Linked DNA regions of Arachis hypogaea: region 2 is linked to region 1. The links are chromatin contacts, called in public Hi-C maps. All regions are on one chromosome and are shown on one strand. The core of a region is the stretch at or near the end of the contact, and the rest is flanking DNA. Distances in the headings are between cores, read along the strand shown. Region 1 overlaps LOC112764442. Region 2 holds the start of LOC112766502 (J domain-containing protein required for chloroplast accumulation response 1).

Region 1 (2,700 bases), core at 142-2,641:
TTACTTTCTTTTCACTTAATTTTTACATCTATTATTATATTAAAATAGTTAAATATTTATAATAATATCAATATTTAATTGGATGTTAATAAAGCTATATATATAATAGTACATGAAATGATGAAAATAAATAATTTCAAAATCTATTTATTTCTCTCACGATATTAAAATTATAACATATTAAATAAATTTATTAAAATGAGTATATTTTATATTTTTTATTCACAAATATATTTTAAATACATATAATTTGAACATCTGATTTATATTATTGTATGCCATATATTTTATGATATAAAACATAAAAATATAACTTACTGTCACATTAATACTTAGTAAAACAAATTAATTGAATCAAAAAAATCAAAAATAGATTATTTTTATATTTTCTTATCGGATCTAAAATGAAAAAAAAAATTTATAAGGACGACTAAGATAACTTATTTATTTGACAAGTGTTAATTAATATTATCAAATATATTATTTAATTGTACAAAATTTTAATTTTTGGTCTCTCCTTTACCAAATTTTTGGATTCATCTCTGACTTTAAGCGTTTGTTTGTTTGTTTTTTTTTTTCCTTTCTTTTTTGGTTAACTTTTATTCTTTTTTGGTTAACTATTATCATCTTTTTTTTTTGCTATGGAATTTCAACTCCTTATTATTCAATAATTTCAAAATGCAAATGCTAAGTCACCAATATTTTTCTCTTATATATATTTTAAATTTAAATTAACACTAATCTTTTTTTTCGACTACATCCTGAGAGTGGTCCATGAGATCCACACCAATACCATATCCCAATTTGGTTTAATTTCCAGACAGCATAGTAGTCCCTTGGCCCTCTTGCAAAACACTCTTAATATCACACTAGACACTAGTGAAACGATGGCGTTTGCTTTTGATGCCTAACAAAAATAAATGCAACATCATTTTGATACATATGAATATTGTTTTAGATACCAACATATATTAAAACGACTTCGTATCTGCTTTCATTAGACGTCAAAAGCAAACAATGTTTCTCTAGTATCGTGGCATCGGGAGTACCAATTCATCACTTCGTTTGCAGAGTCATTGTCAAAAAGAAGTCGAAAAACCACTATAATGCCAAGAGATCAATCTCGTAAACAATAATAGCGGAATAGAAACATCAAGAACCAAATCGATATATGACGTGATTCTCAATGACCACTTTGAAAATTTAGTCATTTTTTCCAATTTTTTCGTTTGAAAATACTAGTCCCTGGTATTCTTATTCTCCGCTCTGAAATTATCTAACATCTTATATTCTTATGTCAAATTTCCGCACCATCAACAACAAAAGGGTACAATATGGTATGGTACTCATCCTCCCATTATAAGTTTGTAACATGACGGTAACTTGTGAGAATATAAATGGGCCTAACTGTTAGTAAATCTGTCTAAACTGCTATCATTTGTAACATGTACTGTCGAACCAATGGAGCACATTTCAGCAAGGAACAAAAGATCTCTCTATCATAATTACGTTCCATTCTCAAATTTATATCAGAATCACAATCCGACTGAACAAAGTTCCAATTATGCGGTCTATTGAGGAAAAGGAATTACAATGTAGAAAATATATCCACAGTGTAGATGAGATGACATTGCAGCACCATGCCAAGTGGGAATCTTCAAAAGCTAGATACGCCTTGAAATTTTCAGCGTTGGTCTGGAACCATACACCATCCGACCATCGTAACATCATAATTTATGAACGGCAAGCATTAAAAATTTGTCCTCTCATTACATCGACCGGCATGTGCTCAACCGTGTAACGCTCAGGACCAAAGTACACTCCTGTCCTCTCCAAAAGCGAAATACTTTCCTCTCGACCATACTTCGAAGCATATAGTTTCAGGTATTCAAAGTCCTAAAAAGAGGCATAAAGATTAGAATGAAAATGAAAATCAATTCCTGTCATGGATGGACAAACCATGAAAATACTCCTTCATTCATGGAAATCAGTTAAAAACAGAAAGGGCAGAAGTATTTCCGATAAATGCATGAGTTGAGAATAAATTTACAGTACGAGAAAAATGTTAGCACTTTACCTGCAAGCCACTAAGCAGGCGCTCTAGCCTAAGAGAAGCCACTGGTTGATGAGATTTTGAGAAAACCTCACCAGGGTAGTATAAAACTCCATCCCCAGGAGGAAGGCCATGCCTGAATCTTATCTGTTTCCATAAGACCGGTTGGTAGGAAAATAACAATACAGTATAACTAGTACTAACAGCTCCATTATTTTCCAAATTCAGCACAAAGAGACTATTAAGATACCTCTGCACTGGCTGCAGTTGCCTTCTCATAGCAGTTGGCACCCCAGTATAAAAATCCGGTGCCACCCTCCTTCCACACACGCCACATGACAGCACGGTGTTGAGTACCACGCATCCCAAGGTGCCAATTTGGATGAGGATCTGATGGCCCCATGCAGACATATGTCCACCATTCCTGTAAAAAAACGCCACCTTCTAATAAGAAAATGAGAGTACATATATAAAGAACAAGCACAACAGCAACACGTAATCTACTATGCACCAAACATGGAATTCTCCCATTCAACTCTAGCAGGATTCAGGTTAAGATGCTTAGCTTGAGAATTGGACAAATTTAGTTTCAGAAAAATGGATAACATCGTGAAGAAATTAAATATCTATTACTAAAGGGAAGACGG
Region 2 (2,700 bases), core at 159-2,658, 270 kb before region 1:
ACATACATAATTTTATATATACCAAGATGAGTACTTTTTAAATTCGACCCTGTCCGCCCTAGACTGGGTCGGGTAATTACCCCACTTGGACCGGATAGGGGAGAGTGGGTACCGCGCGTCCGGGTAACGTTGCTATCCTATCCCCCACAGTTAGTTTAAAAGTTCAAAACACAGATATCATCCCACACAATAAACGATTACAACAGTGTTTCTAATTCAAAATTGCTTACTGAAGGAGAGACTCAAATAGGGAACAATAGTGATGATTAACTAATCCGTAATTTGGATTCAATTTTATGAGTTTGTTAAAAATCATCAATAATCCGCACGAGAAGGATAGGTTAATGAGGAAAACCTGAAGTTCGAAGGTAGAGAAGAGGAGAGAGGGTCAGCAAGAGAAGGGCTCAAAACTCTGCTGGGGAAAGGGCTTTGACTCTGATCCCTATTCCTGATCGGAGACTCATCGCCTCTGAATATATCATCGTAGAAGTCACTGTTCTTGTTTGAATAACGCCTCCGATTCACGAAATCTTCCCCTCCAAACACTGGTCTCTCCCGCTCAGGACGCCACGCACACGAACTTGGAGCCTCGCCTTCTTCTCCTTCTCCTTCTTGACTCAAATCCTGCAACCTGCTGTAGCTGAGGCTATGCCGAATCTCGCTGTTAATGGAAGACCGCCGTGGCGGCCCTCCGAACACATCGTTGAAATCCACATCGGAGTTTCTGCTTGGCGTGCTTGGACTCGTGTAGAAACCGCTTTCCCCTTGTTGTGAAGAATAAGAAGAGGAGTAAAACCTCTCCATTATTATTAATAATTAATAATAACTGTCAACTAATTCAGGATTAAAAATTGGCGGGAAAACGTGGAACGCAGCGGAGGGTAATGGAAAGTTTGTTTTGAACTGTAACTGCCTCTGCCTGCTATGAATCAGAGACACAGACGAGAACAGGCACGAATTCTGAAAGGGAAGTAACTACCACAATACGACAGAGAAGGTGCGCCGAAGACCAATTGCCATTGGCAAGCCACAAGATATGAGTGACTTGGGATAATACTTTAAAGGATAGAAACAAAACTATAAAAAAGTGATGCTGATAACTCGACCACTCTACTCCATGCCTTTTTGAAGAAATCTTTTCCCTCAATTCTTCTTTGGGATACTAATTAAATCCCCTCTCGCTTAAAATTTTCAATGCGGCCACCACACCCTCTGCCACTTCTCTGATTTTGTCTCTTCCTATCATATTTTTGGCTATTCAAGAGTTGGCATTAGGAATAGGAACCGATGTCACAAGAGAAAAATATGAAATTTTGGCCCCACGTAGCACTCTTCATATAATTTTTGTTATATATTTATGCATTCATTTCACTAGTTCAAAGTTTCTTATTTTCAATAATTTTTCAGTAATTCAGATTTTCCGTAACCTCCGATATACGTAGATGAAACGCATCCATCACGGGATTCCTGATTAGGCACGAAGATAAGGGGCCCATGCAATACCAGAACATATGGTTCGGGAAAAGAGCCAATCGTGCCAGAGAAAAATCGATAATACATTCGCAACAAGCGCCAAACTATTGCAAAGGCTCATTCATTACTCAAGGAACCTGAACTCTCATTTACATTATTTCAATTTGAATGCTTGTCACACTTTCCTGCTCAGTGCCAAAACCAACAACCAAGCAAAACAACATCCAACTTAAGAGGCTGGTTGCTTACAAACAAAATTTGGACGGTCAAAACTTTAAATTCGGACCTACATTTCTGAATTGGTTGTCACTAACATCATTTCCTGGAGGGTAACAATGTTTAAACCTTTTATTTATAATAATCACATATGCTGCATGGTGCGCATGAGGACAAAAAGAGTATGTACAAGAGAACTGGATTGGATTTTAGGCATCTTCAGAGCCGGTAATATATGAAATGATAACTGTTGTGTCGTCAAGCTTGCCACCATAGTAACGGAGCCCAGCATCTTGAGCAGCAGTTGAAAAAGGCGTCTGCCGGTCTTTGTCCTGTGCCCGTTGGCGTGCCAGTGCAGCTATTTTCTGAGCCGTTGCCTGAGGGCTTAAGCCAGCTCTTTTGGCATGAACCACCACTGCCGTGATATCATTATTATACAAGTTGTCAAACAACCCATCCGTACCAGCGACTATGACATCACCAAGAGCAACACGAATTGTGAAAACCTGACATGAACAAGGCAATCCACATAAAAGTCCAACAAGAAGCATAGATAAACAAATATTCAAGAAGATTAACTAGTTTATTGACTATGGCAATGGTGAACTACTTAAGGATATGGATGCCATTCGCATGTTATAGAAGGGAATAATTGAGACAAAATATAAAAAACTGTCTGAAAAGAATTAGATAACCACCAAAAGTTTTAATGGCTTGTTATAATGAATGCAAGTAATATGCTAGCATTAACAAGATCATACTTAAATGGTAGTAAGCTTTGTCTGCATTTCTCCAACTTTCTTAAAGACACAGTACCAGGATTTACCATATCTTTCAATGTCCTACAGCCTACAGTAAACTTCCATCTAAAGTAGACTACTTTAACTGGTGGTGTTTATGCTGCAAGTTACTTTCAAATTTCACATCTCACTTACAGCTGATCGGAGATAACATATCTAAAGAGCACATCATAATAGTCTAATATGATAATTGACTGTGGGACTACATTGA

What was found. A called contact is a pair of places that touch in the nucleus more often than the background predicts.
Region 2: a contact with region 1 is called in a Hi-C map of an unstated tissue, with 7 times the contacts expected there. The contact joins the promoter of LOC112766502 here to the enhancer-like site in region 1. A contact is called at or near these places in 4 of 8 Hi-C or Micro-C datasets (leaf and an unstated tissue).

Annotation. Positions count from the first base shown.
Region 1 is chr17:114,760,927-114,763,626 of arahy.Tifrunner.gnm2.J5K5, reverse strand. LOC112764442 reads right to left here. Exons shown (of 16, transcript XM_025810036.3): 14 at 2,304-2,477; 15 at 2,078-2,200; 16 at 1,472-1,896. The coding sequence ends at 1,735. Among protein-coding and RNA genes, the nearest start is that of LOC112764442, 6.5 kb to the right of the region's middle. Within about 2 kb of position 1,391, at least 2 of the 3 cell types and tissues checked have open chromatin away from gene starts, as enhancers often do.
Region 2 is chr17:115,033,322-115,036,021 of arahy.Tifrunner.gnm2.J5K5, reverse strand. LOC112766502 (J domain-containing protein required for chloroplast accumulation response 1) reads right to left here and starts at 1,408. Exons shown (of 9, transcript XM_072223345.1): 1 at 356-1,408. It overlaps LOC112764873 (probable protein phosphatase 2C 55), which reads right to left. Exons shown (of 4, transcript XM_025810685.3): 4 at 1,579-2,195. The coding sequence ends at 1,899.